Regions from separate parts of the Mus musculus genome. Here all the other regions are linked to region 2. A link is a contact called in public HiChIP or PLAC-seq and promoter capture Hi-C data. All regions are on one chromosome and are shown on one strand. The core of a region is the stretch at or near the end of the contact, and the rest is flanking DNA. Distances in the headings are between cores, read along the strand shown. Region 1 holds the start of Frmd6 (FERM domain containing 6). Region 2 holds the start of Pygl (liver glycogen phosphorylase). Region 3 holds the start of Psma3 (proteasome subunit alpha 3). Region 4 holds the start of Pole2 (polymerase (DNA directed), epsilon 2 (p59 subunit)). Region 5 holds the start of Sos2 (SOS Ras/Rho guanine nucleotide exchange factor 2). Region 6 overlaps Frmd6 (FERM domain containing 6).

Region 1 (3,643 bases), core at 419-2,918, 600 kb before region 2:
CCTCACATTTCCATGTCAACCACCTCCAGTTGTGGAGTATTCTCATTTTTAACGTAAAACTATAATTTCTCAAAACCACACCCAAGGAAAATGATTAGGTGCTAGAAGTTTTACTACAAAGGACCGAAGCAAAAGGCATCTGTTTTCCTGCTCCATTCTGCTCTCTTCCCCTCCCCCACTCTCCATCCTGCAAGCCATTTGTAGGTCTTGGCTGTTACAACTTTCTACAGCACTCTCAATGCTCTAGATTCGGGATAAGAGAAAACAAACAAACAAAAACTCTTTTTGTCCTTTCAACAAAGTCGGGCCTAAATTTATGCTCTGTTCTTAAGAAAACTCAAAAGTCACAGGCCTTTTAAATGACAGATGTATTACGGAAAATTTTCCCCACAGAGTTTTTGATGCTGTGAAATATCAACTCCCTGAAACCACAGAAAGGAAATGACTTACATTCTTGGAAAATGAAGCCACTAGCAGTTTTCTCCAAAAGCATTCTCTAATCCCCAAACTACACACTGTGGCAACAGTGGGTATTTCGTGCAAAAACTAAATGTAGGTGGATGCTTCGAAGACCGGTAAACAAACACCACTCGGTCCAAAGAAAGGGGGGAATCATGCGTGGAAAATCTGGCAAGGTACGCTTTCCCTTCCACGTTCAAACGCGCCGAGAATCCTTGCACAAGTTTTCCTTCCTCGCAGTGGGCACTACACAGCTCCCGGGGTGCAATGCTAGCAAAACAGACTGGCCGCTTATATAAATAAATAAACAAATCCCCCAAAGGTGTAAGGGGGCCACTGAGCCAGAATTTCTTCCGACACTAGCCACACAACTGTACGGTCTGAAAATTGTTCCAGCTTTTATCTCAACTTTAAATGTGCTTGCTTTGACAGCTTTCCATCCATTCCTGCCTTTAAGAAAGCGCTCCACCATCAGGCTAAGCCATTCTAGAACTCCAAGTGTTGTTTAAATCCTGTAGACTTCACTTGGGTGGCCCCGAGCTGTCCACATCCCCGCTTTCCCGGAGGGGAGGCTAGTGGTCTCCTTTACCTGGTCGTGTTAAGTTCCTCCAGAAACCAAAATTCTGCAGGCCGCACCCGGGACTCGTGTGTCCCCAAGGCCCCCTTCAGGGTTTCCCACACTAGGCACTGGCGGGGATACCGGACAGACGCGCTGGGGTGCCTTCCCGAAGTGGGCTGTCCGGCCTGCGCGCACAACAGGCAATACCGCACATCGCTCGGGTACGCGGGACTCACGGCTCGTCCCAGCTAGTTACGGACGGGGCGCTACAGGCAGGCACCCCTCGAGCCAGAGTCTCGGAGATCGGGGCGCAGGAACGCAGAGCCCAGCCCCCTAGCTCCGCGCTTCCCTCGCGGCCGAGGCTGCCCGGGGGCCCCGGGCCTCCCGCCCCGGCGTGGGCGAGCTCCAACTCGCGGAGAGGCGACCTGCCCGCCCGGTGCCCGACGCCCAGAGCCCCGTGAGAAAGAAGAAAGACGCCGAGAGCGGCAAAGCCGGGAATCGCACTTTAGACCAGCAGGGGGCACAGCGGCGGCCAGGGCGCGCCGTCCCAGAAAGGGGGCCAGCAGGCCGGCGCCCGCTCCCGCGCGTACCTCCAAAGTCGACAGCGCCAGGCTTCCGACTCACAACCGGCGTCTGCTCCAGCGGCGCCGAGCCTACTCGCAGCTCCCAGCACTCCTGCTGCCGCCAGACCAACGCTGCAGCTGCCCCGCCCCCCGCCCACGCCTTCCGCTCCGCCCCCTCGAGTTCACGCCCACGGCCCGCCCGAGACACGCCCTCCCTGCTCGAGGCCCCGCCCCGCCCCAAATTGAAGGCGGAGACCGAGCAGCGGAAGAAGCAGAGAGCTGGGGTGATCGCGGCTGCACGTGGAGCGCTGCCCCCCCCCGCCCCGCCCCGCTCCGCCCCGGACCCAACCAAGAGTCCTGCGGAGGGGTGAAGAGACCCAGGGACCAGGGGACGCGGGTGACATCGGATAACCGAGTCGGGCTCAAGTGGGTTATATAGAGTGAGATATGCTTTGCATGCCTTTCCCAAAGGGACAGAGGCTTCGGTGCGAGGGTAATAGACTGTCCGCCCTCCCCTCCTTCGGAATGGTCCCCTTCTCCGCTCATGCCCCCCCCCCCCCCATCCTCCCGCACACCCTAGTCCCTAGCCTCTCCCTCACAGGCCTAGACGGGTTACCTGGGGGTGGTTGTTTTACGTGAGCTGCGGCTTAATAAATCTGAACTGGGGCGGCCCCTGCGAGAAGAGGAGATTTCGTGATTCCTCTATCCCCCTCCCGTCAGGCGCCCACTTCGACCTCACGGTTTTTATCCTGCATGTGGGCTGTGAGTGCCGCCTAAGCCCATCCGCCCCCGCTCAGTCTGTCTCCCCAGGTTGAAACAGCCGCTGCCTGTGGCCCTCAAAATGATGTGTACCCTTGGTGAAGGTTGCCGGCTTGGCTGTGAGCAGTGCAAAAGACAGCCCTAGAAGATTTCAATAACCCCAAAGATCCCAAGAGGAATGGAGGGTTCTTTGCTCCTTTTGGTAGTCGGGTAAAGAAGCGAAGTCCACTTGTTTGTGCTGCACCTATCTGGACCTGCTTAGGTGTCTAGCAGCTTAAGTGTGTGTGTGTGGTGGGGGCACTGCCACCCACAGTTACAAGCTTCTAAGTGTTTTGTGGATGGTGCTGCTCCAGTGAGGAGAATCTGAGATTCTAGCTTTTTCATGTAGGTGCAGACACCTGAGGAAGAACACTTGATACCCCATAGAAGCTGTATTTGAAATAGCTGATTGCTGTGATTAAACACCAAACCAAACCAAAGCGTTTATTTCTGCACACAGCTCTCAAGTCACACTGCGTCGCTGAGGGAAATCAAGACAAGAACTCAATGCAGAAACCCGGCATGGCCGTGGAAAAGTGTTTCTTACCGGCCAGGCTCAGCTTGCTTCTTTATGTATGTAGGACCACCAAGCCAGGGACTGTAGCCCCTCTCCCTTCCATGTGAGCTGGGCCCTTTGACATCAATCATCAATTAGAAAATTCACCAAAGGCCAGTGTGGTTGGGGGCAGGTCTCAAGAGTTGAAGTTCCCTCTTCCCAAATAATCTAGCTTGTGTCAAATTGACATAAAAACTAGCCAGCCAGCCTGGTGGGCCATGGTGGCGCAGACCTTTAATCCCAACCCACAGGAGGCAGAGATGGGCAGGTGGATCTCTGAGTTTGAGGCCAGCCTGGTCTACAGAGTGAGTTCCAGGACAGCCAGGACTACACAGAGAAACCTTGTCTTGGAAACAAAACAAAACAAACAAAAGACTCCAAAACAACTATCCAGCAGACCTTTCAATTGCCTTTCCATTTTGGAGACCGTGAATAGTAAGTTGTTGCTGGCTTCCACAAGTGTGAGCACGTACAAAAAAAGATATTTTTCTCTCTTTTTATATTTACTCCGGATGAGTGCAAATTGGGTATTAATTGGTAATCAACTGCTGTCTAATGAGATAAACCAGCATACAAACAAGAAACATAGTACTATTTTGGAAAAAAGTTTCCTAAATCTGACTTATTTTCAGGTTTCATATATGAGAATCTAGCAGAGAAAAAAACCCCAGCATATTGTTAGACTGTGAAACATAACTGTGATTATAA
Region 2 (3,534 bases), core at 279-2,778:
TAGGCTATCCTCTGCTACATATGCAACTAGAGACACAGCTCTGGGGGGTACTGGTTAGTTCATATTGTTGATCCTCCTATAGGGTTGCAGACCCCTTTAGCTCCTTGGGTACTTTCTCTAGCTCCTTCTTTAGGGGTCCTGTGTTCCACCCAATAGATGAGATTTTGCTGACAGGACCCTGATATCGCTATCTCTTGTGAGGCTATGCCAATACCTGGCAAATACAGAAGTGGATGCTCACAGCCTCTTAGCTTTAAGTCAAGCATTCTGACCAAACTCTGCACTCACTCTCAGCTCTGGGTATCTCTGGCTCAATCAAATCCAACCCTTACCCTGTCTCATAGGACCATGCTGTCCTCAAAGCCATTGCATGAAGCCACTTAGTTTTCATCTGCCCCAAAGGCTGGAGCCAAAACCCTGGAAGCTGGAAGGACCAGGATCTGAAACCGCAGTTAGATCTGTGACAGTAAAACTTTCACTTTTAGGGTAATAGCTGGTTTATATGAATTAAGTAACCAAACTCCTTCTCTGGCCTCTAATAGTTAGCTTTGTTTAGAAAGAAAAAAAGAAAGAAAAGAAAGAAGGAAAGGAGTGATAGACAGGAAGGAAAGAAGGCAGGCAGGTAGGCTGACACGGACCCTCTAGATGGCTCAGCAGGTAAAGGCATCTGCTGCCAAGCTTGACCGCTCTGGATCGATCCCAGCAACCATCACGAGAGGAGAGAACCAACCCTGGACCACTACGTGTCTGTGTGCACATTTGAGGACACACGCGTACAGTACATACATTTTGAGAAAAAAAAAATTGACATCTTAAAATGCCTCATGTTTACCTTTCCAAAGTTTAAACACCATCACATTCGGATCTGGTATAAAGATCACACACCAGTATGTCTCCTGAACACGGGACAACTGGTTCCTGGAGTGCTCTCTCCTTCTCCCTCCCTCCCCTTCCCCCACGCCCTCTTATCCTTATGCCTCATTTGGTCAAAGAGCAGTGCAAACAAGGGGTCTCAAATCGAACGAAGTCTTGTCCCCCACTGAGACTAAAGCTTTCTCAACAGACCCCTTGACTTTTACACCAACTGTGGCCAACTACTGTGGGTTAGTCCAGCCTGGGCCTAGGAGTCAAGAAACCCCAGTCCTGCGTCCTCAGAAAAAAAATAAATAAACCAACCAACCAAGGCCCCCTTAGAACCCAGGATAGTACTATGCCTAAAAACTGGGAAGCAAGACCGGGGCAATCAGGGTTAAATCACACTGACCCTACAATGTCACCCTGGGAAGCAACCGTGGAACCCACTGAGAAGAGGCAATGGCTTTACTGGGAACTCAACAAGCGAGCCAGCCGAGGCCTCCTTCCACACCGAGAGACGCGGTCAGAGCCTTTGCGCACTACGTGACCTGGACGTTCTGGGAGCGGCCGAGGGGCGGTGCCCGCAGCCGCAGCACCGCCCTGGGGCTCCCACGCCCCCCTGGGGGGGCGTCACTCTGGGAGCCACGGGTGGGCGGGAACCCGGAGAGGGGCGGATCCCCAACTCCCCAGCGTCTCAAAAGCAGCAAGTAAGGAAGGGAGGAGGCCAGTCCTGCAGCCCGGAGACCGTTCTGTGCTCCCTCCGCCCGCAACCATGGCAAAGCCCCTGACCGACCAGGAGAAGCGACGGCAGATCAGCATCCGAGGCATCGTGGGCGTAGAGAATGTGGCCGAGCTGAAAAAGGGTTTCAACCGTCACCTGCACTTCACTCTGGTCAAGGACCGCAATGTGGCCACCCCCCGCGACTACTACTTCGCCCTTGCGCACACAGTGCGCGACCACCTGGTGGGGCGCTGGATCCGTACACAGCAGCACTACTACGACAAGTGTCCCAAGGTACCAGGCGAAGGGCGTTTGTCCCCCCTCCCCTCCACTCCCTGTCCTGGTCTCGAAGTCTAGGCCAGCAGCAGGACATAGGCTCGGCCATCCCTTCCACCTCCCCCACAGCGGTGTGCCATCCTCAGGGCTCCACTGTGGTGTGAGATCCGGAGACCAGCTGGTGGCAAGAGCCCACGCTTCCCTCTCTGGCGAACTAAGCAAACTATGGAGTTTGCTCAGCACTTAACCAAGGGGGATCCTGCGCCTCCTATGTGATCCGTCCAGGTTCCGGGGGCCCTGACAATCCGCTCAGGTCCAGGGGGCCGGGAAGGGGCACAGAAAACAAAAACATACAAAAGCCTAGCCTTAGAGGGTCAAGCTTAGTGTTTAAGGAAAGGAGAGGGAAGTTTAGAGTTCCTCTAATAGTGACCCTGCCCAGGCCTCAGGGCTGCCTAGCTTAGCTGTGCAACAAAGATGGGGGAGGTCCCGGCCCAGGGCCCAGACCGAGTGGAGACTGCAGTTCCTGAACTTTGTGCTGACTGCCTGATGGGCCTTGCCAAGAGACTCACCTGAAGCTATCCCTGTAAAAACACCCTTCTCCCTTCCAGAAGCCTTGTGGAGGCCCCAGAGATGTGGGGGACACCACATTTAGGCAACCAGCTCCTATTTCTACCAAGGGCCAGAATGCGGAGTCTCTGGGGTGGTGGACATGTGGAGGAACACCACCCCATCATGACCAGTCTTGGAAGAGAACCAGAGCTAATGTGAAAGGTTGGGGAGGAGCGGACAGGGAGAGTGCAAGGCGGCAGCAGCCTTATGGGGGATGGTGTGGTGAATGTTTTGGAAGAGAAAGCTGGAAAAACTGGCTTTGGAGTTAAGTTGGAAAAGATGAACAGCAGACCCTGGTGGCAATGGGAAATGCGGATACATACTTACTACTTAGGCGTTTCTAAATACATAAGAACATCGAGAAAATCTATCTCTACCATTTGTGCCTGAGAACTATAGGAAATTTCCAAGACTGAGGGATAAACTCCTATAGTAAGATACTGTGGTTCTAAGAGCCTAGCAGACTGCTACCCAAACAGGACAACTGCTAATTTGTATCCTTCCAACTCTAAACCTTTGCTTAGAAAAGACTTCAGGTCCACATTCATGACTGTGTCTTTTTATCCGTACAACAAGCTGCACCTTGAGTTAGAATTTTTTAGAGGTGGTACAGGACTTGCCTGAGTTGGAGCAACATTTTGGAAACACACAAACGCAACCGCTACTCTGTAGCATTTAGCATCCCAGCACAGAGAGATAGGTTGTTTCTGCTCCACGGGTAATCTTCCTGGTTCAATGGTTAGTTTTTCTCCTGACTCTTCCTTCCTATACAAGGGCAGAGTAGCAGCAAACATGTTGCATAACTCTTCTTAGAAGAGCTTGGAAGTTCTTAAAAATTGACTTCATGCAGGATCGTAGTGTTTGCTGCATGATGGTCTCTGTGGAAACTGGACAGTTACAGTCCTCGAAGAGAACTTGGGTAAAACCAGGAGGTGTGCCCAAGCTCCTTCCCCAGCCTTGCTCCCTGGTGTGCCCACAAGTCACCAAGTCCTGTTCCCTAGCCCAGTCCCTGTGGAAGCATGCCAAAGGTTTAATGATACTGAAGCCTCGTCCTGTCCCCTCAAACTCAGCAC
Region 3 (3,536 bases), core at 79-2,578, 750 kb before region 2:
AACTCAGGGTTACTTTCATATTAAAATATTCCACATGGATTGACCACTGACAGAGGATAACATTACTACAACTGCAAAGCCAATTTGCTGAGACATATTATTGAGCACTTATCCCAAAAGTATTACATAGTATTAATATCTTGTAACCACTTAATTCTAAGCATAAGAACACAGTATGCGAGTTTAATTCTGAGCAGCAAATCTTATTTTGTTTGTGTGTGTGTGTGTGTGTGTGTGTGTGCGCGCGCGCGTGTTTTGTTTTAAAGACAGGGTCTCTTTACATAGTCCTGGCTGTCCTGGAACTCATTAAGTAGACCAGGCTGGCCTCGAACTCAGAGATCCTCCTACCTCTACCTCCCAAGTGCTAGGATTAAAGGGGTGCACCACACTTGGTGAGCATCAAAATAATGGGGGAAACAAGGATAACCAAGAAACGCATTATTCATTCATTACCTCTACTGCAAATAATCGAGACTGTTAAGTAGTTCTATATGGAGACAAAGGAAAGGTGGGGTAAATCGCTGCACACACTGGGTGTATTTAGCCCCAACAAATTAAAGTCCAGCTCGCAAATCCTCAATACTCCTTACAAATCGGAGGCGCTTAGGCCCATAGATAACCCTTTAAATGCTTACAGACTCGCTTAAAATAGCTTGTTCGCGAAAAGCAGAACGCAAAGGAAAGGCAAGGACTCATGAGATCCAGCCTTTCTTCTAGGTGGTGTCCCGTTTCCAGGGAACGTCCACTAACTAGGTTCCGTCCGGGAAGCCCGGGCAGGCCTGTGAGTCAGCAGCACCGCAGCACACAGCTCCGCAGCACCTGCATGGGCCGGCGGCGGCCGCACGACGCACTCGGCGATCCGGCCGAGGCATTGCGACCAGCAGGGGCTTGCAAGGGGCCGTTCGAGGGTCGAGCCGGGGAGCTCGCACTGCGGCAGGCCCGCGAGTCTCCACTTTCAGTTTCCTTAAGCATGAGACTAAAGTGACTCAGCACCCGGGGCTGTCGCTGCACGGGGGCGGACAGGACCGGCCCGAACCGCCGCGGGAGCCGGGGTCACCGAGACAGAGGCCGCGGGTCCCCAGGACTCGGGCAGCGCCGGGGATCCAGCGGCCCTCCGAGCCGCAGCCGGGCTTCCTCACTGCCTTCAACCCCGAACTGGAAGAGACGGCGCGGAGAGACTCACCCCAGTGCCGATGGAGCTCATGGTGCTGACCCGGCAGGCCGCGGAACGCTTCCAGGCCTCAAGCGCCGCTCCTACGCCGCACACGGCGCAGGCTAGTAACAGGCTCGCCCATTGGCTGCGCTCTCCACCAATAGCCTTTCCTCTTGCGGCTTGTTCCGTGGGCTGGGACGAAAACTGTAGGGGGAAAAAAAAAAAAAAAAAAAAGCAGAGAGCGCGCGTGCGCAGAAACCATAGAGGCGGTTCCCTGGAGAAGTTGCTACTGTGTCAACTGAAACTGGTATTGGAAGAGCTAAGGTCAGAGCCTAGTTCCTAATAGTCCTAAGTAGCTAATAATCCTAAGGAGGACAGGCTTGGGCACCTGTCCTCTGTAGCCCACACAGACAGGAATTCTTAAAAGTCGGGGAAGGAAAAACCCACCTTAGGAAAAGGAACAAAGCCGGGCGTGGTGGCGCATGCCTTTAATCCCAGCACTCGGGAGGCAGAGGCAGGCGGATTTCTGAGTTCGAGGCCAGCCTGGTCTACAAAGTGAGTTCCAGGACAGCCAGGACTACACAGAGAAACCCTGTCTCAAAAACACCAAAAAAAAAAAAAAAAAAAAAAAAAAAAAAGGAAAAGGAACAAAAGGAGGCAATTGACCCCCCCATCCTCCGACCAAGTTCATCATCAGAGTCCGAACATGACGTTTGGTTCAACTGCTGTGCATAACTAAGCAGCCTCGGTCAAGGTGTGATACCTTTTCCATCATGGTTTCAACTTTAGCCTCTCCTGCAAGGTGGTGTGAAATCTATGTGTGAGAGAAAGCTGTCCCTCTGGCTGGAACCAGGCAGGCTTCAGCCTTCTTTCACCCAGCATGTAATTCCTGGAGAAGTTCCAGTTTCTTGGAGTCTTATCAAAAAGAGGAGCACAAGAGCTTCTTTAGAATATCTTCATTCCTACTAGGAAGATTATGAGACTTAGCGTTAGGAAAGGCTAAGGTGGCTTGGGGGACTCCAGTTGCTCGGCTCATTCTAACAACTATCAGGTTATGATCTTAAGTATTAAGTGGAGGGAGGGCAACAGATAAATCAAAGGAGTGGGCATGGAACCTGACCTAGTGGTGGGTGGATTTTAAATCCCAATTGTAAATACAACGTTAGAAATATTTTTATTTAAAAAAATATATCTGAGCCGAGCGTGGTGGCACACGCCTTTAATCCCAGTACTCGGGAGGCAGAGGCAGGCGGATTTCTGAGTTCGAGGTCAATCTGGTCTACAAAGTGAGTTCCAGGACAGCCAGGGCTATACAGAAAAACCCTGTCTCAAAAAAACAAAATAAATAAATATCTGGAGACTTTTATTTTATATAGCTAGAAAATATTTTCCAGCAGGGTGATGCAGAAGGCAGGGACGGGAGGCCAGCTTGCAATATAAGAGCCCTGTCTAAAAAGAAAACAAAACAAACATCAATAAAAACACATTTTTAAAAACCCACTATCAATCAACTTTATTTTGGTTCGTTGTTTTGTTGAAGCAGTCTCAAGTATCTTAGGCTGGCCAAAGATGGCACTGAACTCCTAATCTTTCAGCCTCTACCTAAAGATGGAATTACAACCCTGGTTTATCACTCCAAGCCTAGGTAATGTCTTTCATAAGAAAAAAAAGGAAAAAGAAAAGAAAAACCAACAGCACACATTTCATTCGTTGTGTTTCAGCCTCCCTCCGAGTGTGGAAAAAGGGTTGCTTAGTAGTAGTATTTTTATTATTTTTACATGTTTGAGGGGAGGAAGTGTGCACGTGAGAACAGGTGACCACAGAGAACAGAGGGTGACTTTGAATCTCCTGGAACTGGAGTTACAAGTGGCTGTGAGTTTCTTTGCTCTTAACCCTTGAGCCATGCCATCAACCTCAGCGTTTACAATCTTTGTATTCTTAGGAGATGTTAATGCTGAGACTGGATAGATGCCCCAGCAATTAAAAGCATGGGCTGCTCCTCTGGAGGACCTGTGTTTGAGTCACAGCACCCAGGTTAGGCAGCACACACACACACACACACACACACACACATTAAAAGTAATAAAAATAAATCTTAAAAAAATCTGTATTGGCACATACCTTTTATTTCAGCACTCTGAGCCAGAGGCAGGCACATCTCTTGAGTTCTGGGACAGTCTGGTCAACAGAACAAGTTCCAGGACAGCCATAGCTACTTACATAGAGAAATCCTGTCTCAAAAAACAAACAAACAAACAAAAAAAAAACCAAACAATCAAACAAACCGGATATTCATTAATTTAGTTTTTCTGACTTCTTTTCATGTCAAGTGCTTCACTTCCAGTGGGAATACTACTACACCATTAGTTTGCATTCATGTCAG
Region 4 (3,767 bases), core at 1,069-3,568, 1.0 Mb after region 2:
TAATATGCTCACCCAGGACATACTCTTGCAGTGGAGAAATGCATATACTATACCCCCGAGAGAGCGGGGCATAATCGCCACCCAGGACAAGTTTAATCTTTTTTTTTTTTTTTTGGCTTTTTGAGACAGGGTTTCTCTGTATAGCCTTGGCTGTCCTGGAACTCACTTTGTAGACCAGGCTAGCCTCGAATTCAGAAATCCGCCTGCCTCTGCCTCCCGAGTGCTGGAATTAAAGGTGTGTATACCACCGCCCGGCTAAGTTTAATCTTTTTAAGTGTGTGTGTGTGTGTGTGTGTGTGTGTATGTGTGTTGTATGTGCCAGTACAGCATACATGTGGAGGTCAGAGGACACACTGGAGTCTTTCCTTGTCGTCTACCTCGATTCAGTTCAGACAGGGTCTCTTAGTTTTTCACTGTTGCTGGCCCATGAGCTTCCAAAATTCCTGCTGTCTCTGTCTTCTATTAGGCTATAGGAATGCTGGGATTGATGATTCTCAGCACCACATCTGGAATTATGTAGGCTCTGGGGATTAGAACTCAGGTCCTCAGGCTTGCATGGCAAGCACTTTTACTTATGGAGTCATGGCAACAAATGGCAGAATCAGGAAGCTGAGAGCTCCTGTCTTCAAATGCAAGCACAAAGCAGAGAAAAAGAGCTGGAAGTGGGGTGATGCTATACAATCTCAAAGCCTACTGTCTGAGTTAGAGTTTTACCGCTGAGAACAGACACCATGACCTAGGCAACTCTTGTAAGGACAACATTTAATTGGAGCTGGCTTACAGGTTCAGAGGTTCAGTCCATTATCATCAAAGCAGGAGCATAGCAGTGTGCAAGCAGGCATGGGACAGGAGGAGCTGAGGGTTCTACATCTTGTTCTGAAAACAAATAGAAGACTGGCTTCCAGGGAGCTAAAAGGGTCTCATTGCCCACCCACACAGTGACACACTTCCTCCAACAAGGCCATACCTATAGTCCAACAAGGCCACACCTCCTAATAGTGCCCCTTCCTGGGCTAAGCATATTCAAGCCACCACAGCTGCTCCAGCACAACTGCACCACCTGAATCTCTCCAAACAGCGCCACCAACTGGGAACCAAGTGTTTACACACCAGAGCCTACGGGAGACATTTTTATTCAAACCACCACAGCTGGGATCTCTCTTTGTTGTCTAGTTTAACTTTTCAAAAGTTTTGAAATGCAAAATCAAGCAAATATACACATGCATTCTTTTTACTGTTTTCCTTTTCAGAAAGATCTTAAATATACGCCCCAGAGATAATTGCTTATACCGTTGTAGAAATCATTCAAGTTTTTGGCTTATTTGCCTCTCCCACTCCCACTAAGCCTCAGGTATCTTAGGCTTGCTTTGAACTTGCTGTGACATCAAAGATGGCCTTTGCCTCCTGAATCCTTGCACCTCCCCGTTCTGAGGCCTGGGATTATAGATCTGTGGTCTTATGCCCAGAGCTTTCTTGTGTCCTGTAAAGTTGCATGCTTATTTATAAACAGCCAATTGATTATTCATCTCAACAGCACAAGTATATGTGTGTGTGTGCGTTTGTGTGTGTGTGTGTGTGATGGATGGATGGATGGATTTTTATATAAGGTCTCACTGTGATTCACTGACTGGTCTGGAACTCATTCTCTAGAACAAGTTGCCCAGGTGTTTACAGAGATCCCCCTGCCTCTGCCTTCTGAGTTCTTGGATTAAAGGCATGTGCCATCACACTCAGCAAGAGGGAACATTTTAAGATGTGCTCTACTGAGTCTACTTGTAGGACTGAGAATAACGATTCAAGAGCAGCTCCACCGCACTGGCAATTCACCTCATACCAACCATTTATAATCTTGGGTTTGTTACTCCACCAGTAAAAAAAAAAAAAAAGAAGGTATGTCATGAAAAAAGTGGGACTGCTAAATGATGACAGCGGATCGTGGAGAGGCCCTCAACTAAAACTGGTCGGATGGGAGTGATCGAAAACGGTGAAAACACAGTATTTCCTGAGCATGTGTAGAACCGGGAAACAACGGCTCTACAACTCTCATAGCCCTGGAAGGGAAGACTCTGGGTGCAGGAAGCTTGGGTAGAGTCAGAGTAGAAGAGGGTAGCTGAGTGTCCGGGAAGCTGAGTGTTCAGAAAATGCTTTTGGGATAAAGGAAGCTTGTTCCCACTCTGACCACTCCTACTTCACTCCCTAGGCAGGGTCTGAGATTCCCAGAGGCCCTGCAGTTAGTAAGGCCAAAAAAATCCATTTCACCAGCCCAAGAATATAAGGGCGGGACAAGGGGTGTGTCTATTCCAGGAGGGGGCGGGGCGTCGGCGGTGGCGCCAAATCGCGAACATGGCGCCGGAGCGGCTGCGGAGCCGCACGGTCTCAGCTTTCAAGCTGCGGGGCTTGCTGCTCAGGAGGTGAGTCTCGAGGTAACCTGACCCGCCGCAATGCCCTATCTAGAACATTCTGTCATAAGAGGCGATGTCTCTCCGGTGCATTTGAGGCTGCAGAGCCTACCTGGGTTTCCGCGATCCTGGCGCCGGGTGCGAATGTTACTTCCAGGCTGGGCGGAGCTGCGCGCTGACGCCGAACTGAGCGGGGAAGTTGGGGGCGTGCTGGCTTCTGATCAACGGAGGTCCCCGCCTCTGCAGAATGGGAATCATTACAGTGTTACTTCTGGAAGTTACAGAGAGACGTGTCAGAGAAGGAGAGACATGGGTGAATCCATATGCGTGTCTGTTGGCGATTTATATTGTAGAGTATGAGTCTTCCAAACCCGTCTCTGTGTGGAATTTTCATTATTGCCTGGAGAAGTAAAATTTGGATAGATTTTAAACGTGTTTTTAGTTTGGCTTTTTTAGATTTCCTAGTTTACAATTTGCCCCCAAAGGAGGTTTTCCTGGCTGTAGTGTGTCTTTTCAGTCTTTAAAAATGAACATATCCAAGAAATCTCATATTACAATTTACATTTTATAATACACTTTCCGTTTAAGTACCTGCTGAGATCCGTATAGCTTTCTGAGTCAGAGTGTGAATGTTTTGTTTTCGTAACTGTGAACTTTATGAACCTTTTAGCTTTACGTTTTGCCCAGGAGTGTCCAAGGGTCAACCTGGGTCTACCCAGGGAGAAAGTGATGAATTTAATTTGGTTAATTCCTGACATTTGGAGAGAGGATTAATTGAGCAATAGCTTTTCCTTTCCTTTCCCTTAAAATGTACTATTATAAAGCTGTTGGAAGCTCATTAATTGATTCATTGAGATATACACTCAAGTCTTTTAGCCTCAAAGCACCGTGTGTGGAATTAAACGCCATGGGACTTTTCCTGTGGGAAGACAGTGTGTTATCTAGTGCTGTGTAGTAGATTACCCTCTGATTTAGAGACTCAATGGCACTCATGCCTGCATTCACTGTGGGCCAGCTATCCAGCACAACTTTAATCCCAGCACTCTGGAGGCAGAGGCAGGTGAATCTCTGTGAGTTCCAGGACAGCCAGGGCTATGCAGAGAAACTCTGTCTAGAAAATCAAACAAAAACTTAACTCAGAGTTTCGGCTTTGAGTCTCATACACTCCAGTCAGGACAGGGTCATCTCACATGTCCAGTGTACCCATCTCATTTAGATTTTTTTAAAAACGATTTATTTATTATTATATCTAAGTACACTGTAGTTGTCTTCAGACACACCAGAAGAGGGCATCAGATCTCATTGCGGATGGCTGTTAGCCACCATGTGGTTGCTGGGATTTGAACTCAGGACCTTCAGAAGAGCAGT
Region 5 (3,431 bases), core at 912-3,411, 550 kb after region 2:
TTTTTATACATGTAAACCTTTGACCTATTGGCATTTCTGCCTGAGTATGAGATATGGATTCAACAGTTTCTGTTTGTCTTTAGATGGTCACTTGTCTGGCTGGGAAAACTCTCTGGTGTCATTCTTGGACCCTTTGCACCATGTGGATCCGTTTCTGTTTGCCTAGCCCAGAGATCACAGGGCCGATGCCTGTAGAGGCTAGGCAGGTTACGTAAAAGGGGAACGGTGCCAGATCGGGAGGACAGCCAACTGGAAATGGGTGGCACACTTCTATAAAGAGGACGGCCTCTGCACTGCCTGCTCGTTTCTTTGCATAGATGCAGTAGGCCACGTTGTTGCCAGATCTTTGTCAAGAGAAGCTGGAAATAGACAAGAAAAAAAAAAAGCTATCGACTTTAAAATGGTAATACCAATTAAAAATTCTTAATACTTGGCGAAACAAATACATCTTCAGGCCAGATTAAGCTCAGGGGAGCCTTCCAATAGCCTTTGCCAAGAATAAAACTTCCCACCAATGACTTTCCTATGAGAAAATACAATTGCAGTCTGATAATTTGACAGCTTCGTGTTTTATAGCTAGGGTCTAGGAACTTTAGGAAAAATAAGCTTTCTCTATAAACCAGAGTGTATTTAGTACATGGGACTATGAACATGGCCATTTATTAGAAGACAACTTTAGAACTTTTATTAGAAACAACTTTAGTGTTATTATGTAGGCACACGCGTGTGCGAGGACACACATATGCCACATTTCAGATGTAGACAGGTCAGGGAACAACCTTGCGAAGCCGGTTCTTTCCTTCACGTGGGTTCCAGGGGTGGAACGCAGGTTGTCAGCCTTGGGAAGCGAAGCAGGTACCTTTTCCTCGACAGCCCCAGAGGACTTTTTTTTTTTTAAACACTGTGGATACTTAGATTAAAAAAGAAACCAAAAACAAAACAAAACGGAAACCTCCGATCTCTTTAAGTATTTAGTTGCCATTTTTACTTTATGAAGTCAAAATGGTGTTGTGTTTGGGGGAGAACAATGTTCACCCACTGATTCTGGAGCTGAAATTACTACACAAGTTATCTTTTCCAGTCTGTTCTTCTGTTCCCTTCCTCACTTCGGTGGCTGGCAGCATGACTGTTTACAGCCCGTTGGGAGCAATCTGTTCAGCGATTTTAGTGGGATGAAATTTGGGTTAGTGAAAAAGTTTCCAAAGTACATGCCCCTTCAACTTAAAAAAGCATAGGGACAGAGGATTTTTAGGTTTTTTTTTTTTAATGCTAATTAGTGTGACTGTATCGCAGGATCCAGGTTCTGTAGAACCTTAAGTGGAAAGGATTTGAACATGATTAACCTAAGAACAATATCTGAAAGTTTTTGGATACTTTTTTTTTTTTTTTTTTTTTGATCCATAGGGACTCTAGGTGAAAGACCTCGAACTGAAGTCATCTGGCCCTTCAACGTGCGCTAAGAGCTTCCCATGACCCTACAATGTGACTTTATGAATAGCCACTATCACCTAAATATACAAAGGAGCCACACAGAGCACACGTTAAATAAATATCCTATCAGCCCAAATGTCCTTTTCTCCCCACATCTGTGTTCTGCCTCCCAGAGCTGCAGTCACGGGCTCGGGGGTCCCCTAGGGCTGTACCGAATCAGGATTGTCTGCCAGGACTCGGAACGCTGCCGAGTTCGTCTGGAAGAGCCACCCCGCCCCGTGCACGTTCCCAGGAGAGACCGATTACCCTCCCGGCCCCGGGGCCCCGCACCAGACGCCTCGGCCCGCTCGGCGGCGCGCATGCTCCGTGCTGGTCTTCTCCAGAGACTCGGGAGAGCGAGCGCGGGGCCGAGCCGAGCCGAGCCGCCGCTGCAGGCACCGGGCGCTCGGCGGCGGCCGGCGGGGCTGGAGGGGCGGCGGCGGCGGCGGCGGCCAGTGCCGTGCACGCCGGACACGCGCGCCCGCTCGGCCCCGAGGGCCCTCTGGAGGTGACTCGGGCGGACCCGGCGGTGGCGGCGGCGGCGGCGGCGGCGGTAGCGGCGGCTGCGCGGAGGGCGGGGGAGGCGATGAGGACGCTGCGGGCCGCCGCTGTCTGCCCGCCGCGGCCGTAGCGGGAGTCGGGGCGGGGGCGAGGCCGGCGGTGCCCCGCGCTGCGCACCCAGACAAAGGAGGAGGAGCCTCGGGCCAGCGGGCCGGCGCCGCGGGGACAGCAGGACGCCTCGGGCCGCCGCGCTTCCTCGGGGCTGCGGGGCCGCCAAGCCTCGGCGAACGCCCGCCCGCCGGCGCCGCCCCCGAGCGCTCGGCCGGAGCTGCGGCCCGGGCGGGAGGCGGCGGCCGGGGCGAGGCGAGGCGAGGCGGCCGGCGCCCTGCCTGTCAGGCCACCGGCCCGGCCTCCGATGCGGAGGCGCTGCGGCCGGGGCCATGCAGCAGGCGCCGCAGCCCTACGAGTTCTTCAGCGAAGAAAACAGCCCGAAATGGCGGGGACTATTGGTCCCGGCCCTGCGGAAGGTCAGTGCTGGGGCCGAGGGAGGTGCCGCGGGGCGACGGGCTGGGGGGCCGGGCCCGGAGCTCGCACAACTTGTAACGGGGAGAGCGAGGAGCGGGGAGCACGGCTCGCGCCCGCCCCGCGTGCCGCGGCCGAGCCTTCTCTGGCCGGGCTGCGGGCGCTCCTAATTGCCTGTTGCATCCCGAAGGACGTTTTCTCAACTTTCTTTTTTGGCCTGGTCCCGGAAGGAAGGTTTTGTTATGATCATAAAACTGGATTTCATCTTACAGTCATTTCGTCAGGCAACTTCCGCCGTTGACCAATGCGTTGTCCTCAGGCTGGATTCTGGCAACACAGAGTCCCACTGGTTTTTTTCGTTTCTAAAACAAATGCGCAATTTTGGACCGAGAGGCTACTTTGAATTAAGTTCTTGGGGCTGGGGGTGCTCGCCTCGGGCGGCTTGCTTGCTACGCTCGCCCATTCGCCTGTTGAGGCTGTGCTGTTTTCGCTAATATGGATGTGTGTTTCCCATGTGTGAAGTGTCAGTGAGTCATAGTATTCGTTCTCCAGCTCTTGGGGTGAATCTAAAGCGCCTCCCCACTTCCTGCAGAAGTCTTACCTGAATACAAAGATTGCCTCACAAAATGTGGTCAGTTTCTTCACAGCGACGAGGACTTGCAATAACCACTTTTAAGGGACAGTTGCGGGGGCGGGCGGGGGGGGGGAGGTGGCTCGTTGCTAATCAATCTTTGGAGATTAGATACATTGCTAGGGTGCGTGTCTCCGATTGGTTGGTGCTAGTCTTATATGAAGTTAGGTAATTATGCCATTCTCTTTGTTGCTCTGGGCCAGCAAGAGACTCGTTAGGGAAGGTGATTTGCGGTCCAACAACACAAGCTTGATGGCTTGAATTTCATTCCTGGAATCCACGTAAAGGTGATAGGGGAGAACTGACT
Region 6 (3,788 bases), core at 531-3,030, 660 kb before region 2:
GCGACCCATGGATGTTCTAGGAACTGCAGCCTAACTGTAACTGTTTTCATGACTCAAGGCATCTTTCTTCCCCTCTTACCCCCACGGCAGTGTTCTTGTGATCACCGTCTATAAAAATGGCGAGACGGCAGTATCTTAGAAAGGTACATAGAAGTGAAATGTAAGAACACTCCTTCTTTTTATGCTCAACTAATGCCATAAAAGGGCTTTTCTGGTTAAAATAATCCAGACTACAGGTGGACTAGTGGATCTGCAGCAAAGCTAGCTCACAGAAACTTGGTGTGACAGTTTCTTCAGATCTGAAGATACCTCTAAGTAAAACAAATGAACAAACAAACAAACATATTTTCTTTGTAAGAATCCTGTCTCTATCATTTATTTAAACTCACCAAATAAGCACTGCAGTTTACACCGTTATCACTCCTCCACCCCTACTGTGCTCTGAATGCCCCCTCAAACTCAGGCTAAAACTTCATTAGTGCTGTGTCAGAGTGAGATGTGGGGCTGTTCAGAGGTGACTAGGCTGTGGGAGCTCTGTCAGGAACAGCACTGTTGCTGCCGCCGCCGTGGGAGAGGCCTCCTAGACTCTCCTGTGCCTGCTCCTTGCCCTTCGGATGATGCATCAGGAAGTCCCTGCCAGACATTCTCTATGCATCAGCAGCCTGGGGTGTTCTGTTATGGTGGCAGAGTGAACAGACATTTGCTCACTTAAGCTCCCAATACGCTAAAGGGATGATGCCCTGGCCTCCAAGACCTCAGCATCTTTCTCAACTTTTACCTTATCTCTGCAGGGAAGATCAGACTCTCAAGGGCTCCCCTTAAGGTCATCTGCATTACTAAATGCTTTGGGTTGAGAGCTGATGGGACAGATGAACCTTTTAAGGTGCCATGGTAGCCACTTAGCAATGAGCTACATTTGGAAAACAACCATGGGCTCTGTACCCAGTTGGCTCATCTGTCTCACAGGCTCCCTCTTGGTACATTTGTCTGGATTCCTCTTAGTGTTCATGTCAGCCCAGAGGTGAGTCAATCTGGGAAAAACGGGCAGTCTGCGGTAGAAGCCACTACACCTCACAGTGCTACTAGCTCCTGCCACAGAAGAGTCACAGTGCAGACGGCAGGGAGTGGGTGACTCGCCTTCTCATCACTGTACAGTCAGGGATTCTTCACACACATCTGGCCATGTCTGGCTTTAGAAAAGTTGATCAGATGCACGTCACGTCTTCTTTAGAGGGAGGACAGCCCCTGCTCTCCATGGGAGCATTGGTCAGCACTTGTTTCATATAGAGTCCTAAAGCAGGAGTCACTGTGTCCCAGGGCCCAGGCAGACATTCCATCTCTAATCTGATTACTGTGACAATGACCACAATGGGATTTTTGCGGAACAAACTGAAAGCAATTCTAAGCAAATATGTGACAAGGCCTTTGGGGATGAGAAGCTGGTGTTGACTAAGTGGAGGAGGCCCAGGGCGCCATAACTGATGACCAAGACAGAAACTGCTAAACTCGTCAGCAGCCACAGGCCCCCAACATGGGCTCCTTCCTCCCACAGCACAGCTTGCCCCTTCTCAGGAACAGCGCTAGGACCTCAAAGATCGTCTTCAGGTCCAGCACATCTCCTCAAAGCCTTGACAGGGGCTTGGGCAAAGTCCTTGGATGGAAAAGGCCTTCTCCATTGTTATTATTATAGGGTCAGCTTGAGGGTCTCCCTGCTGTCAATCAGAGAAGCTGTGGTCTATGTTCACTCTCACTTGGGGCTAAGGAAAGCGTCACACTGGAAGGGATTACAACTTCCTGCAGACAGCTGCAGACAGGAACACTCAGCACTCGGGTACAGAAGGCTTCCACCCTAGCCCATTGCAAGCTTTTCAAGTCAGGGGCTAGAAACTCTAAACACATGAGGTGGAGGAGCTGCTCGGTCATCCCTACAGGACTGCAAACTCAATGCAACTTGGCTCTCAAGTTCTGGTCCATGTCTCTAAAAATCCCATTCTGGAGGTTCTTAAAATTTTCCTATTCCTGGCAGGTAGAGAAAGAGGCCAGCAGAGGCAGCTGGGCACCGTACTTCACACCTTTAATCCCAGCACTCAGGAGGCAGAGGCAGGCCTGGTCTGCATCGAGAGTTCCGAGACAGCCAGGGCTACACAGAGAAATTCTATCTCATAAAGAGAGGCCAGCTGAGGCAAGCCACCCTTTGCTTTCCCCATGAGGGACTGGGACTCATGCCGCCATGACCATGACTGTCTCACCTTCATTCTCCTCCTGCTTGCGGAGGTGGCGCAGGACGGGCTGCAGGTTCATGTAGAGGCGGTGGCTGTTGCTCAGGAGCTGCAGGAGATGCCGGGAGCGCGTGGGACACCCTGTGTAGTAGACCAGCTTCCTGGCGGAGGGAAGGCCATCTGGCAAAATCTCAAACTTCTTGCCCTGTGGAGGAAACATGCTAATCAGACTGTGGCAGAAAACTTTACAAACTGCCAAATTCCCCTTTATATTTAAAGTAAGATTCTTATAGACGTGTGAAGCTCAACTGACCATCCTCTGAGGGACATGTTTCCTCATCAGAGCCGTCAAAGGACATGGGACACCAACTCTGGGTTTCTGGGAAACCTGGAGGGTGGGTTGGGTTGGGCGTGTTCATCGTCTTTGTCCTAGCATAGGAGACCCCTCCCTCCAGAAGCAATCCTAACACCTGAATGTAGCAAATAAGAAATGGAGCTGAGGCCAAGCACCAGTGGACTGTAGTTCACAAATAGACTGTGCGTTTTCTTTTAAAGCATTGGTTCTTCAATTTATTGGACCCCAATGCTGGGACGGCAATATCTGAGCACTAAGCAGGCATCAATTCATTTAATCCTCACAAGACATCTACAGTGAAAAGCTTGCTATAACGGTCCAAGAATGAATGAGAGAAACCGAGTCACTAGCTCAAGGTCACACATGTAGACTGCACTGGGAAACTGGTCAAAATGGATTCCTCTCTCCAGGCTAGAATCTCAGGATCAAAAATCCCTTGAGGAAAGGAATGAGGCTGAGAGATCTGTCATCTTCAACAAAATCTTAACTAAGAGTGATGTGGTGTGAGTTTCAGGAGTCGATGATCACGGTGCCCTAGAGAGTCTTAACATCACTACTGATTCTGGGCCATGAAGAGGGCAAACTGGGTCACAAGTTTCAGTTTTTTGTTTGTTTGTTTGTTTTGTTTGAGCCAGGGTTTCTCTGTGTAGCCCTGGCTGTCCTGGAACTCACTCTGCAGACCAGGTTGACTTCGAACTCAAGAGATCTGCTTCTGCCTCCCAAGTGCTAGGATTAAAGGTGTGCGCCACCATGGCCTGGCTCTGATTTTCACAGTTCTGGAAAAGGTCCAGACCATGGCAGCAGTGGTGTGGAGTGTGGGCAGAACATGTTGCAGTTTACATGTGAGCGAGGCCAGAGCAGATGACACCCAAGCAACTATGCAGAGTTGGGCCTTCTGAGTGGCAGGCTGTGAGGAGCCAGTGTGAGGCCAACAAGCTAAGATGGCCCTTCATCTGCACAGGCCCTCTCGTCTGCAGGGAGGAATGTATGTCTACAACGTCCCCAGCTGCCGCTTTTCCTGGTCCACTTTTCTCAATTGCTTCAGAGCTCAGTAAAATTGTGGATTTCAGTGACCTCCAAACAGACACAGATGACAGGGACTGCAACTCTTTGAATGTTACCACGGAGAACATGACTGTCCTAGAACCTGCCTCACCCTCAAGATCCTGAAGATGAAGCGCTTCCCTACTGCTTACAGCAGACTGCTGAAGATG

What was found. Promoter capture Hi-C pulls out the DNA fragments that hold promoters and counts their contacts. HiChIP or PLAC-seq counts read pairs in DNA pulled down with a chosen protein or histone mark.
Region 1: a contact with region 2 is called in a promoter capture Hi-C map of liver, with 3 times the contacts expected there. The contact joins the promoter of Frmd6 here to the promoter of Pygl in region 2. A contact is called at or near these places in 6 of 39 promoter capture datasets (the 3T3-L1 cell line, cranial neural crest, hippocampal neurons and 2 more), 2 of 484 Hi-C or Micro-C datasets (LSK cells and pre-megakaryocyte-erythroid progenitors), 3 of 115 datasets of contacts at active chromatin or transcription factors (astrocytes, bone marrow-derived macrophages and memory CD8 T cells) and 2 of 9 other capture datasets (adipose tissue and macrophages).
Region 3: a promoter capture Hi-C map of liver shows a contact between it and region 2, with 2.4 times the contacts expected there. The contact joins the promoter of Psma3 here to the promoter of Pygl in region 2. A contact is called at or near these places in 1 of 39 promoter capture datasets (liver) and 5 of 115 datasets of contacts at active chromatin or transcription factors (astrocytes, bone marrow-derived macrophages, embryonic forebrain and 2 more).
Region 4: an H3K4me3 HiChIP or PLAC-seq map of bone marrow-derived macrophages shows a contact between it and region 2, with 4 times the contacts expected there. The contact joins the promoter of Pole2 here to the promoter of Pygl in region 2. A contact is called at or near these places in 1 of 39 promoter capture datasets (pre-B cells) and 1 of 115 datasets of contacts at active chromatin or transcription factors (bone marrow-derived macrophages).
Region 5: a contact with region 2 is called in a promoter capture Hi-C map of liver, with 2.9 times the contacts expected there. The contact joins the promoter of Sos2 here to the promoter of Pygl in region 2. A contact is called at or near these places in 1 of 39 promoter capture datasets (liver) and 1 of 115 datasets of contacts at active chromatin or transcription factors (memory CD8 T cells).
Region 6: a contact with region 2 is called in a promoter capture Hi-C map of embryonic stem cells, with 4 times the contacts expected there. The contact joins the enhancer-like site here to the promoter of Pygl in region 2. A contact is called at or near these places in 13 of 39 promoter capture datasets (3T3-L1-derived adipocytes, the HPC-7 cell line, cranial neural crest and 8 more), 9 of 484 Hi-C or Micro-C datasets (Th1 cells, bone marrow-derived macrophages, cerebellar granule neurons and 5 more), 4 of 115 datasets of contacts at active chromatin or transcription factors (acute myeloid leukemia, bone marrow-derived macrophages, embryonic midbrain and 1 more) and 2 of 9 other capture datasets (adipose tissue and liver).

Annotation. Positions count from the first base shown.
Region 1 is chr12:70,823,539-70,827,181 of GRCm38.p6, reverse strand. Frmd6 (FERM domain containing 6) reads right to left here and starts at 1,668. Exons shown (of 14, transcript NM_028127.3): 1 at 1,609-1,668.
Region 2 is chr12:70,225,677-70,229,210 of GRCm38.p6, reverse strand. Pygl (liver glycogen phosphorylase) reads left to right here and starts at 1,528. Exons shown (of 20, transcript NM_133198.2): 1 at 1,528-1,870. The coding sequence starts at 1,628. F730035M05Rik (RIKEN cDNA F730035M05 gene) reads right to left here and starts at 1,370. Exons shown (of 5, transcript NR_045174.1): 1 at 833-1,370.
Region 3 is chr12:70,972,415-70,975,950 of GRCm38.p6, reverse strand. Psma3 (proteasome subunit alpha 3) reads right to left here and starts at 1,328. Exons shown (of 11, transcript NM_011184.5): 1 at 1,184-1,328. The coding sequence starts at 1,204.
Region 4 is chr12:69,226,741-69,230,507 of GRCm38.p6, reverse strand. It overlaps Pole2 (polymerase (DNA directed), epsilon 2 (p59 subunit)), which reads left to right and starts at 2,318. Exons shown (of 19, transcript NM_011133.2): 1 at 2,318-2,411. The coding sequence starts at 2,344. It also overlaps a transcript of Klhdc1 not described here.
Region 5 is chr12:69,680,582-69,684,012 of GRCm38.p6, reverse strand. Sos2 (SOS Ras/Rho guanine nucleotide exchange factor 2) reads left to right here and starts at 2,161. Exons shown (of 23, transcript NM_001135559.1): 1 at 2,161-2,498. The coding sequence starts at 2,412.
Region 6 is chr12:70,888,568-70,892,355 of GRCm38.p6, reverse strand. It overlaps Frmd6 (FERM domain containing 6), which reads right to left. Exons shown (of 14, transcript NM_028127.3): 10 at 2,250-2,424. Among named protein-coding and RNA genes, the nearest start is that of Gm32664, 13 kb to the left of the region's middle. Within about 2 kb of position 1,780, at least 51 of the 459 cell types and tissues checked have an H3K27ac peak or open chromatin away from gene starts, as enhancers often do. A contact at or near this core is called in Th1 cells and muscle stem cells, where this site is marked.